Linked DNA regions of Mus musculus: region 1 is linked to region 2. A link is a contact called in public Hi-C data. All regions are on one chromosome and are shown on one strand. Each heading gives the region's core, a stretch centred on a gene start, on an enhancer-like site or on the middle of the called end of the contact. The rest is flanking DNA. Distances are from core to core; before and after follow the strand shown. Region 1 holds the start of Agtpbp1 (ATP/GTP binding protein 1). Region 2 holds the start of Idnk (idnK gluconokinase homolog (E. coli)).

Region 1 (6,533 bases), core at 2,686-5,185, 1.4 Mb before region 2:
AGAAGGGTTGGAAATCTAAGGTCAACCTTCTGCATCTGCTCTGGGGCTACAGAGCAGCCTGCTTCAAAACCCAAATAAAGCACATCTATGACAATCGCCTTCATTAAGGTTCTGAAGCTGAATATACCGATTTAAAATGCCTTTTCTTCAGAATTTGAAAAATCTAATTCTCTGGGCAGGTTGTGGTATAAGACTGTGCGGGAAGAGAGCACTGAGTAGATGGGCCTTTCCAGTGAGTGGCTTAGGGCAGCTCGGCCTTGTGCTGTCCTGGCTCAGTGTCTGCTTCAAAGCCACAAGCGAGATTTACATTTACAAATGCTTCCTGACTCATTGTTTGCTTTTACACAGTATAGTTGCCAATCCACAAAACGGCTATCAGAGTTATCAGTGATACACTAAACAATTAACTTTTCTTCTTTAGATACTGCAATGCCCATAACAAACATTGAGAAATAAAAATGTTTTAAATGACCTGTAATGATACGAAGCATTATCTATTGCTAAAACTTCTAATGTATATTCTTCCAAGCTTTTAACAGATAAAAACAGATTTTTACAAATATAGATAGCATCATGATAACTTCCTCATTTGTATAACAAAATATCATGAATATGTACTGATACCATTTGTAAATTGGATGCCAAAGTACAGAGGTCACAGGCCACACATCTCAGTAACTGTAAAGAGGAGAGTCTAGAACTCATGGGCCTTGTCACACGTCTCAGGGGGTATAAAGAGAATCTGGAAATCACGAACCTTGATGATCATATAATTAGGAGGAAAATCCTCTTTAGTTTTTGTTTTCAATTTAAATTTACTTTTTTTTTTTTTTGTTACCTTGTGTGGTAACTTTAAACTCAGTAAAGAAGTACAAAATATAAAAAAGTGATAGCATTTACCCATTCTGGGCTCTATCAAATTGTAGAAAATACATTGGTTTTTTTTTCTTAGAAAATAAAATAGTATACGCCACAAAATCCTGTTCTAATACACATATATTTTGATAGTATTGAGTTCTTTAAATACTTTATGTAGGATTATACCATCCATGCAGCTCAGCCCCTTTCCCACAGGGCATGAGGGAATCAGAGGACAGCTTGCAGCTGCTTCTCTCCTTGCATCACATGGGTTGAAAAGATTGGATTTAGATCCCCTGGCTTAGTGCTCAGGGTCCTTACCACTGAGCAGGCTGGCCCTTAAAAAAATGAATTTTTATAATGAGCTCAGTCCCAGTTATATTCTTGGACTGACAGTTTAAGATTTTAGTTGTTCCCAGGTGATGGTGGCCCAAGCCTTTAATCCCAGCAAACAGGAAATAGAGGCAGCTGTATTTCTGCAAGTTTAAGACTAGCCTGGTGTACAGAACTAGTTCTAGAACAGCCAGGCCTACAGGAAAAAAAAAACCCTCTCTCTCTCTCTCTCTGTCTCTGTCTCTCTGTCTCTGTCTCTCTCTCTGTCTTTCTATCTCTCTCTGTCTCTCTCTCTCTGTCTCTCTCTCTCAAGTTTTCTGGCCCTGATCACCATGCCATTTGTAGCAACCAGATGGAAACCATGGTAAGACCTTTTACATCTAAATCCATTCCATTGTGTGCCATATAAGGGTTATTTCTCCCATCTCCCAGCTTGGCCACATTTATTTAGGTTCGGCTCAAGTTCTTCATCCTGAATTTCTGCTCCTCGGCCTATTTGTAGGAAATTCTTCAGCCTGACACAGGGCAGTTGCTAGACATTTCATCCAGTGAAGTTATTTGCTTTATTTCCCCAAAGATCTCCAGATGATTGCCTCTGACCTATATAGGTGTTCAGTAAATTGTTGATTGTTGAATATGGCGAAGAGCTATAACAGTCTTGCAATTCCGGAGGACCCACCAGGTTTCAGAAATCCAGGACCGAACTGCTGTCCCAACATTTATGCTCCCCACGGAAACCGTACTTTTGGAGAGGTCCATGGATATTCTAGATCTTTCAGCTACAGTTTCATTATTAAGTTTGTTGCATTTTGTAAGCCACAGTATTAAAGATTTAAGAGGTAAAGAAATCAAGAGAGATGGAGCCATGCTCTCTACCACTAAAGCCGAAATAAGTGAAGTTGTACAGAATCTCTGAGTTGCCAGGCTGAGGTGTGCCAGTTAAGCGATCTAGACTGACCTACATCTGATGACTCTTTTTTACAAGTTATTTTTGTGGCAGTTGGTATTGAACTGGGGCCCCAGTGCAAAGCATGTATCCGGTCACTGAGTCATGCTTCCCTCTAGTCATTAGTTTATTGCCACACAATGAGTGAGGTTTCAAAATCATTTGAATTCCACTACTGTTCAGGTAGGTTGGAAGCAGGCCTCTGGGGAGAAGGGAAGTGGAGGCGTACAAGATTGAGCTGAGCCTTCAAAGGAGTGGCTCTGGGAGAGAAGGTGTCTAACAGCATGGCGATGGAGGGAGATCTTGGAGGACCCTTGCTCCTGCACAGTGCTCTGGCTGAGGGTTTGGAGACAGCTGGAGCAGTGTGGTGCTCAGAGAAGTAGCCAGCTAATTCCCGAGTGCTCAAACCCTTGTGCTTCCATGCTTTTAAGTTATGGTCCTTGAGGCTGGGAACTCCCATGGGTCTGATAAGAGCTGGAGCCCAATCCTTCTCCAGGTGAGAAGGTTCTCACACTTGCTAAAGGTGCCATTCATCTGCAAGTTGTGTGTTTGCAATAACTTCAAAGCCAATGACGCTGTGGGTTACCCGGCTGTATGGGCCAATCTTCTGAGCCTTTGTTCTGACCATTAACCATACTTTGCTAAAGAGGAATTCAATTTATATGTATTTCTAGATTGCAAGTTGATTTAGAAACACGTTCTTTGAATAATGTCTCATGAATTTTGAACTACTAAATGTTCTTAGACAATCGTTTTCATTTTGGGGAGTTTGTGGTGGAGAGTGGTTTAAAGGTATTTTAAATACTTGAATCTATCATTATGTGCACATGTGTTATAGGTATGGGGAAAACCAACATTTATAAAATGGCAGTCTTTTGTTCCTCTCAGTAAAGACATCTGCCAAGAGCAAGTAGCATGAAGCACTGTTTCACACCTTGAATACGTTTTTTGAATTACCTCCACAAACCTGCTTGAACGAAACATAAGAACAAAATAAAAACCCCACAGGGCTCAGTTTAGTCCCCTATCATGCTGTGATAATTTTACATCCCTTACCAACCACCATAAACAGGGAGCATGGTCGATGCTCCTTAAAAAGGCAAATGATGTCTTTATTAACAATGTATCTCAGAGTATTTAAACACAGTCAAAACACAAGCATGCTCCCTACTTCTCCCCCACTGTTTTTTGCCTTTAGCTTCTGCACCAAGGTTTTCCATAACATCGTTTTGAAATGAATGGGCATGACATTTTGTTCGCAGTACCATCAGATAATCTCATTTACCTGGATAAATGGGCCATGCGCCACAGCCTTCACAGCCTGTTCTGGGTCAACTTGGGGTCAGGAAGGACTAGCCTCACTGTTTCCCAAGGTTTGATGGGATTTGGGAGCTACGCCCCCGGTTGGGAAGGAAAAAAGAAGGCGATTTGATGAACGTGTCGATCTGCTAGCGGGCTAACACGTTTACACTGGCCCACGACCCACAGGAACCCAAAGGTAAGGGCGCGCACCGCCGGTTGCCCACGCCAGAGTGGAGTCCTTTCCCTACTCCGCCCCACCCTGCCCCGCCCGCCCCGCCCCGCCCCTCCTCGCCCCGCCCCGCCTCTTGGTACCCACCCGACCTTGCGCACGCGCAGCTTGTCTTCCCTCCAGGCGTGCCGCCCCCGCCGGCGGGCACGCGCCCCGCGGGCCCCCCCCCCCCCCGACGTCCCGCCCTTCCCTGGAAGCGCCCTTCCCCCACGCGCACGCGCCCTACCGGGCGCACGCGAGCCGGCCCTCGGAGCCGTGAGTTGGGCGGGGCGCCGCGCTGACGTTGCCCGGGATGCGGGCATGTTCCGCGGCCGTCTTCGCCGCCTCCGCCTCTCCTGCCACCCGGGTTTGTATGAAAACGGCGGGCCGCGGGCGGCGGACGGCGGGAGAAGGGCGGCGGGCGGCGAGGAACCGCCGTGCGCCCCGGGAGTCCCGGGCGCGGAGGCCGAGCGCAGCGCCCAAGCCGAGCCGGTGAGCGTCCCCGCCGCCCGCGCGTCCCGCTCGCCGGCTCCCGGCGGCTCCTCGGTTCACTTGGCGGAGGCGAAGCGCGCTGCCAGGCGGCGAGGCGGGCAGTCGAGCGAGCCGGGGCGGTCGTCGCCCCGTGCACTCTCCTCCGCGCTCCGCTGCCCGCCACTCCCTGGCCTCCGCCCTGCCGCGCCCCGGGACCCTTTGATTGGCTGCTCCCTGACAGTTTAGCGCCGTGGACGGCAGTTTCAACACCTCCCCGGGTGGTCGGGGTGGACGTTGACTGTGTATGCTGGTCCGTGGATGATGCAGGTCTCGCACGGCGTGTGAGGTAACGACGGCGATCCCGCTGGCATGGCAGGCTGTCTGTGGCAAGCCCTCTCCAGGTGTTCGGAATGGTAACGGTGCCCATCAGGTACCCGGCAGTTCGCAGTCCACAGAGTCGAGTGGCTCTCCCGAGCGCTCGCTCTTCCTTGGCCAGCTTCTGACTTATTCTCACAGTTCTCCTTGCTTCCCTGAGAGAGGAAGTTATTTTTGTAATTGTGTTTTGGAAATGTTTCTGGTTTCGTTGGCTGCAGAAGAAATGATTTATTTAAGGCACTTTGAACGGTACGGATTTTAAAACAGGCCAGATGTCAAAACCAAAGTCCTGGAGATCTGTAATCAGATCCCTCTAATGGGCCGCACTTTGGCGATGCCTTAGTCCACCCGAGTTTCTCCTGGTTTGCTTGGTTTCTCGTTCTCCCGAGTCACATTCTACAATGGAGTTACACTGTCATTTTGAATGACCATAGAGTTTTGCCTTGAATTGATGGATCAGTGTTTAAAATTGTAATCTCTGTTGGACTCTGAAACAGACCCCTTATGTGTTTGACCAACATGACATAAATGTCAAATATATTAACGTAATTTAACCTTCTGTGGTATTTTTAGTTTCTTAAGATTTATACGCATATGCATATGTATATATACATATGTGTGTGTGCCTGTGTGTGCATGTGTGTGTGCACCATGTGTGTACCTGAGGAGGTCAGAAGAATGTGTCAGATTCACTGGAATTGGAGTTACATATGGTTGTGAGCCACCATGTGGATGCTTGGAATCAGACCCACCCAGGTTCTCCGAAAGAACGGCCCTTAATCATTGAGCCATCTCTCCAGCCCAGTGGTAGCAATTTTTAAATAAAGGTTTTCCAATTGATTTGGCTCAAGGGTTACCCCTTATTTCTTTTACATGTGTGTATAGATCAGAGCACTTTTGAGTTTTGGTTCTCTTTTCGACCTTGTGGTGCAGGTGATGGAAGGAGAGTGGTCATGGCCATGAGCCGGTGCTTGCAGAACCATCTTGCTCTCTCCCTTGAAGCATCCTCTTTAGAAAAGTCTGGCGGCAGTGCCGTGTAATGATTAACCCTGCATTAGTTAGAGGTAAAAGCTGCAAGGGCGTGAACTATTTTAATTTGTATGGCATCCTAAAGTTTGGATTTTGCCTTTTTAGCTTCCTCCTCAGTAGTCATCTTCAGAGTCTGCTCTTCTTGCTTGATGCCCTCAGCTCTGAGTTCAGATAGGAGGAAACGGTGACTGGTGATCCTCTGCACATCCCTTAGGATCGTAACTTGAGCAGCGGATATCGGTGCACATGCCGGAGAGGGTTGAGGGTGGGTGCTGTGTGTTAGACCTCATGTCACTGCAGGTCACAGTGCCTGGCTGTAGTGTCGCAGTGGCTGAGGAGTTGGGGCTCGGCCAGAGTGGCTGAGTTTGTGTCCTGGCTTGCTGCAGGCAAGCTGTTTATTCTCTGGATGCAGTTCTGTCCTTGCCCAAAATGGAGATGATGGTGCTTGTGCACTTAGGGTGATCTCATGAAGTTAACACGAGTGTGGCGCTTGTCCACAGAGCATGGCTCACGGGAAGTGCTCAGTAGGCATAACTGTTGCTGCTACTGATCGCCCTCGGTGTAAGTGGCTGAAGGGAGACTTCAGACTGAGCAGTGTTAGCACAGATCAGTCCCTAGGACCCACTTCCTTGTTTGAGGCTGAGAGAGTGTAGCCTCACTGCCCTTTGATGGAAACGTACATGTTTTAAATAGAACAGGTACGCCCTGAGCTGTGTTCCCTTTTAAATAGAACAGGTACGCCCTGAGCTGCGTTCCCTGGGATGGTGCTGGAGAGCTGAGTATCCTCGCTTGCCTGGCCTCTCTGACAGAATCTTGGCTGTCTCCCTCTTGGTGGTGGCTGAAATTTTACTAACCTATCTTCCAGGTTCTCAGTGACAATGTTGCTCTGGGAGTTAGAATTACAAAGTAATTTTTATCGATACATTATTTTGTCTTTATTTTGTATTTTTATCTTTTTAAAGATTTGTATTTCATATGCATTGGTGTTTTGACAGCATGTATGTCTGTGTG
Region 2 (5,959 bases), core at 1,676-4,175:
TTACAGCATAGCAACAGAAAAGTAACTAAGACGCATGGCCACATTGGAGTTTGCGTGATTGCTGTGGTCCTGGAGTGGAATTCACCAGAACTTGGTGGTGGAGGGGAAGTGAAAGGACCCGGGAGGCGCTGACTTCCCTGTACGAGCACAAAGGAGCCTCTGCCCACTCGAGGACTACAGATTAAAAGTCCTGCAAAAAAGCTGTGGCAGGCTGCATCCAGGGAGGGCAGAGGTGGGTCATTCCTGGGGCTGAATTCACGGAGGAGGTTCAGATTCTAGGCTAACGGATGTGGAGGCGTCTTACAGCAATACTGGACACCCGTGGCCGATGTTACCTGGTCGCTCAGTGGTACCCCTTTCGCCATCTTTATCCGATTCTCCTCGGAGTGGTAATCATCGGCATCATAGAATTTCCATCCCAGCTTTAGGAACAAAAGGAAAGATAGACGTAGCGTCAGCATGATGGCCCCTGTGACAGCCACCAGGAGCTTCCTGGCAGGCAGGTGTAGACACCACTGGTCTGGGGCTGCCCCTCTCTCACTGATAGCTCTGATTTACCACTACCAGGAAGAAACCTGGATGACCATGTTGAGGTATCTGCACAAACATAGGCCAGAAGAAAGGGAGGAAGCCGTGGACAAGAACACAGTGGGCAAGGAGAGTTACCTTGGAGGCCAGCAGCGCACCCACAGTGGATCTGTGGAGAGAATACAGACATTGTTATTTCTGCCTAACACATATGAGTGCCAGCTGTTCTGAAAGAGTGCCTGAGAGATGCACAGCTGAGATTCAGGCTCCTTCATGGTCGCAAAGCAGACATGCCCTTAGCCATGGAGTCTAGAGACGGTCTTCACTGTCCTTAGGAATACTGGTGAAGGTGTATTAGCCAGAAAGCAATGTATCATATCTAACTAAAACTCTGAGCTAGGGGTGGTAGCACATACCTGAGATCCCAACACTTGGAGGCAAAGGCAGGAGGATCTCTCTAAGGAGATCTCTAGCCCACACAGGCTGTCTTATGTAGACACTGTCTTAAAAAATAATTCCACACACACACACACAAACACCAGGTAAAGGTTTTTTTCTCAATAATGTTTTGTAGCTCTGTGGTAGATATAAGAAGTGGAGGCAGGGAAATGGACAGTTGGTTCTAGACTATTGGATAGCACACGGAGATGCTAACTCAAAAACCCAAAACTAGCCAGGTATGGTGGTGCACGCCTTTAATCCCAGCACTAGAAATCAGAGGCAAGTGGATCTCTGAGTTCAAGGCCAACTTTGTCTACAATATGAGTCCAGGACAGCCAGGGTTCTGTTACTCAGAGAAACCCTGTCTTGAAAAACCAAACCAAACCAACCAACCAACCAACCAAAAATAATGAGAGAATGTTTTAGTCCCTACTGCATAAATGTTTATATTTTAAGAGAGAACACTGAATGAATGAAGAAAATTGTGCTTTTATCAAAGATTCAAGAGAGAGTTTTTTTTTCCTTTAAATACTACTGAGTTTATTTTTTTGTTGGCCAACTACTCCCCAGGATGGGACCTGCCCTGAAGTGTGGTTGATACATCCAATGAGAGGGGTTTAATAAAAAGTTTAAATGCCAGCACACTGTAAAGTTCGGAGGCCCGTAAAATCTCAAAGCACTGCTAGCTTACCAGATACACACAATGCTGGTAAGGTAGCACAGCAGTTAGACCACTGGCTGCTCTTCCGGGGCCTCTGGATTTGGTTCCCAGAATCCAGATGGCAGCTTGCAACCATCTGTATGGAACTCCCATTGCAGGTACTCTGGTGCCCTCTTCTGACCACCGTGTGCACTGCACCCTTGTGGTACTCAGACCAAAACCCCATAGACACAAGACACACCAACAGGAGCAGAGATGGATCCCGTGCCATCAACACCCTCCTCCATCTCTCCTGTAGAGTTCCCCTTAGTTTTTCACCCTGCAGTACCTGTCACTCAACTGAGTTCTCATTCAGCGCCTCTATCGACTCCCCAGCCCCTGAACTGTTTCCAAATCAGCCCAGTCCAGCCACTCCATCAGAAAACAAACACCGGTGATGCTCTCAGGCTTATCCCCCAGTCTCTACCACAAAGACAATCTGAGCTCGTACTATGGGCTTTGTGTGGTTCTGGACAGAAGTGAAAGGGTTTCTGGGTAGAGTCGTACAACAGCGGGGTTTTCGCCTCTGGGGTTTGTTTGTTCACTCTGTGGTGCTGGGAATGAACACACACACACACACACACACACACACACACACCCGGCACGACAATCAAACACTCCACCACCGAGTTACTCTGTTCCGTTTCACTTTCAGTTTAAAGAACCTTGCAGTTAGATGGCGTCTATCAAACCAAATGCCTACCGCTTGCTTGCTTACTTCTGAACCTTCCAACACTGGGCTGAGAAGAAAATGCACATTTTGCAGAGTTTTAGCAGCACTTTCATATTAACATTCCAGCCTGAGCAGGCACACGATCAAGCTTGTTTCTCACTTTTCAAAATCTATTTGGAAGAATCCAGACACTCACCTACTAGGGAGACCATGCACCCAGGCAAAGCTTTGTACAAAGACCCAGGGCGACGTTTGCCTCCTGGTTTGGGGTTCTCACCCTCCCACACTGTTCTGCGAGGTGCCACCAGGCCCAGGTTTGTAAGGCTGAGAAGGGTCGCTAGCCACGGTCCGCGGTGACCCTGGGGAGCAGCTGCCAGCGGGGCAGGACAGCAGGGGTCCTCAGCAGGGGCCGCAAAGGCATGGCTCCCAGGGCTCAGGGCCCACACAGCCTCCCAGCTCCCATCCGCCCGTCCCCCAGTCCCCCCAACGACCTACTTTCCGGAGCCGCTCACACCCATCACCAGCAGCACCCCGGGTGCCTCCATGACCGTGCTCCCAGGTCCTCAGCGCCCGCTTCCGGGGCAGGTTCCTCCCAGTTCCTGACGTCACGGGACACGCCCCCGCATCTCCAGCGCTGACCGCTGGGCGCTGCAGCCAGAGGACATCTGCAGGCATTTGCAGGTCATCATGTCCTGAAGCAAGGAAGCCACCGGGATGCAGGGACAGTGGTAGAAACAGACAGTTTACTCACAAAGACAGCAGTGAAAGGACACGGAGTGGGCCGGGAGATCTCTCTCTCTCTCTCTTCTCTTTCCTCTCCTCTCTCTTTCCTCTCTCTCTCTTTCCTCTCTTCTCTCTCCTCTCTTCTTTTTCTTCTTTCTCTCAACTCTCTCTTCTCTTTTCCTCCCTCTTTGCTCTTTCCTATCTCACTCTCAGCCCGCAGACCCCACCCCACTCTGGAAGCCAGTTCCTCTTGCTCCGGTTCCCCCTGTGCAAACAGCGATTTTATATCAGAAGACATCATTGGCTGTTATCTGCCCAAGGGGACAGAACGCAGACAGCTAAAACCAGCGGGCCACAGATCCATGCTCACGCGCACACTGAGGCCTCACTGACTCTCCTGGAGGGAGCCTGCAAAGCAGGCTCAGAAGGGACTCCCAGCCAGGACAGGGACAGGTTGCTCTTCCCCGTAGAGGCTTGTGTCAATGACACACAAGAAATGGCAACTGCGGTGCGGCTCTCGGTAGTGTTGGCCATGAAGACAGGTGCATGTGGGAGCTGGAAGTGAGCTGCAATCCACATGGATTTCCTCCTGAGAATAAGCAACACCATCTGAGCTTCTGAACTCTCTTAGTCCACGGGCTTCACCCACAGCGACCACCATCCAGAGCCGCTCTTGGGACAATGTGAAGAAGCAGAAGGGACTGGAGAAGCGTGGATGGTGTGTGTGTGTGTGTGGGGGGGTCTTCTGCATGTATGTGTTTGTACCATGTGTGTGCTTGCTCAAGCCTCAGAAAGCCAAAAGAGGGTGCGGATGCCCAGGAGTTACAGAGGGTTACAAGCGACCCTGGTCTAGTCTCAGCAGGAGCAGCAAGTGCTCTTAACCCTTGAACCATCTCTCTAGTCCCTTTAAAAAATAATTTTTATGTGGACAGGTATTTTTACTTTTAATACTCTCTGGGTCAGATGGTACCTCTAGATTTGAGAAAATCCCAAAATGTTTTCCAAGTTGGCTGTGCCATTTATGCCCACCAAGCAATGTGTGGGCCCTCTGGTTTCTCCGAGTCACCACTAATGTTTGTTGCTGTTGTTTTTACTCTAACCATCCTGACTCTCTCTCTTTAAAACAAGAATTTTACTTTATGTATAGGAGCGTTTTGCCTGCATATATGTAAGAGTACCACATGCATGCAGTACTTGAAGGGACCATAGGAGAGCACTAGATCTTATGAAACTGGAGTTATAGATGGCTGTGAGCTGCCATGTGAGTGCTAGGATTCAACCCTGGGTCCTCTTCAAGAGCAGCCAGTGCTCTTAACTGCTGAGTCATTACAACCCCATGCTTTCTTTATCCCTGAGACTTCTAAGACATGGCTCTCCCTCTCCTAGTTCTACCTCAATGGCCGCTCTTTCTTAGTTCCTGTGTATGTGTCTATTTCCTCTTCCTCTTCTCCTTCTTCCTCTTCTTCCTTTTCTTTTTCTCAGGTTCTAAATATTGGAGTGACTTTGTCTTGAGACAGCTTCTCTATTACAGGGTCTTACTATGTGATGTTATCTCAAGTGCTTACATACATGTAAAATTTCTTCCCAGTACAGATCTTTGTTTAAAAAAAATGTATATAAGTGCACTGTAGCTGTACTGATGGTTGTGAGCCTTCATGTGTTTGCTGGGAACTGAACTCAGGACCTCTGCTTGCTCCGGCCCCACTTGCTCTGGCCCAAAGATTTATTTATTATTATATGTAAGTACACTGTAGCTGTCTTCAGACACACCAGAAGAGGGCATCAGATTTCATTACAGATGGTTGTGAGCCACCATGTGGTTGGTGGGATTTGAACTCAGTGCTCATAACTGCTGGGCCATCTCTCCAGCCCGAGTACAGATCTTAATAATCCCTGATCTCTGTATACCCAACTGCTTGCTTAACTCTTAGTTTGTTTCATTTATATTAGAGACTTAATATCAACAAAACAAAATCCATAATAATGTCTGTCTCCTCTCTCGGCCTTCCAGATTTCAGCCAATGAAATTGCTTTCCACGTGGCTGGTCAACTGAACCTCCTGTGAACTAGTCTTGACTGCTTTGTCTTCACCCTGATCAAGGCTATCAACAGATTCCTGTTAGCCCTGCCCCTGCCTCCCCTCCCACCGCCTCTGGCTGTGTTTGAAGCCATCATTTCACGCCTTCTACCACAAGCTTGTTCCTCAGCATCATCTTCTTTTCCCTCCACCACTGAAGGAGACTGCCAGATGGTCTCACCTCTGTCAACTGTCCAGATGCACAAAGAAGCCCTTCATTTAAAAAGTTAAATCTTTATTTTAATTATTTACTTCCTTATATATACAATTATTTATTAAAAAGTTAAGCATTGATTGTGTGTTGGCTCTGTGCACATGAGTGCAGATGCACGTGAAGACCAGAAGAGGGTGCTGGTGTTCCTGAAGCTGGAGTCCCTACAACTGTCGCTCCTGTTGTGCCTTTTGCTCGGAATTCTTTTGACAGTCAAACAAAAAGAGGAGCCATTAGAGTCTAAAAAAGGAGTTTCAATTTGGTCTCATTTTAGAAGTCATAAAGACTTTCAATTCCATCCACTTACTCATGAATAGATTTATTTGTGGATGGTGACTATCAAAAGTGGAAGAGGTTGGGGCTGGAAGGATGGCTTGGAGGTTGAGAGTGCTGGCTGTTCTTCCAAAGGTCCTGGGTTCAATTCCCAGCAACTACATGGTGGCTCACAAACTCCTTAATGAAACCTGGTGCCCTCTTCTGTCCTGTAGGCATACGTGCAGACAGAATGGTGTATACATAATAAATAGATCTTTAAAAAAAAAGTGGAAGAGGTTAGTATTAAGAAGTCTTGATCAGGGGGCTGGAGAGATGGCTCAACAGTTAAGA

Evidence for each region. Hi-C and Micro-C count contacts between places; a contact is called where the count stands out from the background.
Region 1: a Hi-C map of B cells shows a contact between it and region 2, with 8 read pairs. The contact joins the promoter of Agtpbp1 here to the promoter of Idnk in region 2. A contact is called at or near these places in 3 of 39 promoter capture datasets (cranial neural crest, liver and pre-B cells), 1 of 484 Hi-C or Micro-C datasets (B cells) and 3 of 115 datasets of contacts at active chromatin or transcription factors (astrocytes, embryonic forebrain and pancreatic cancer cells).

The regions. Positions count from the first base shown.
Region 1 is chr13:59,554,704-59,561,236 of GRCm38.p6, reverse strand. It overlaps Agtpbp1 (ATP/GTP binding protein 1), which reads left to right and starts at 3,935. Exons shown (of 26, transcript NM_001377097.1): 1 at 3,935-4,139.
Region 2 is chr13:58,154,615-58,160,573 of GRCm38.p6, reverse strand. It overlaps Idnk (idnK gluconokinase homolog (E. coli)), which reads right to left and starts at 2,925. Exons shown (of 5, transcript NM_198004.3): 1 at 2,838-2,925; 2 at 667-697; 3 at 336-422. The coding sequence starts at 2,887.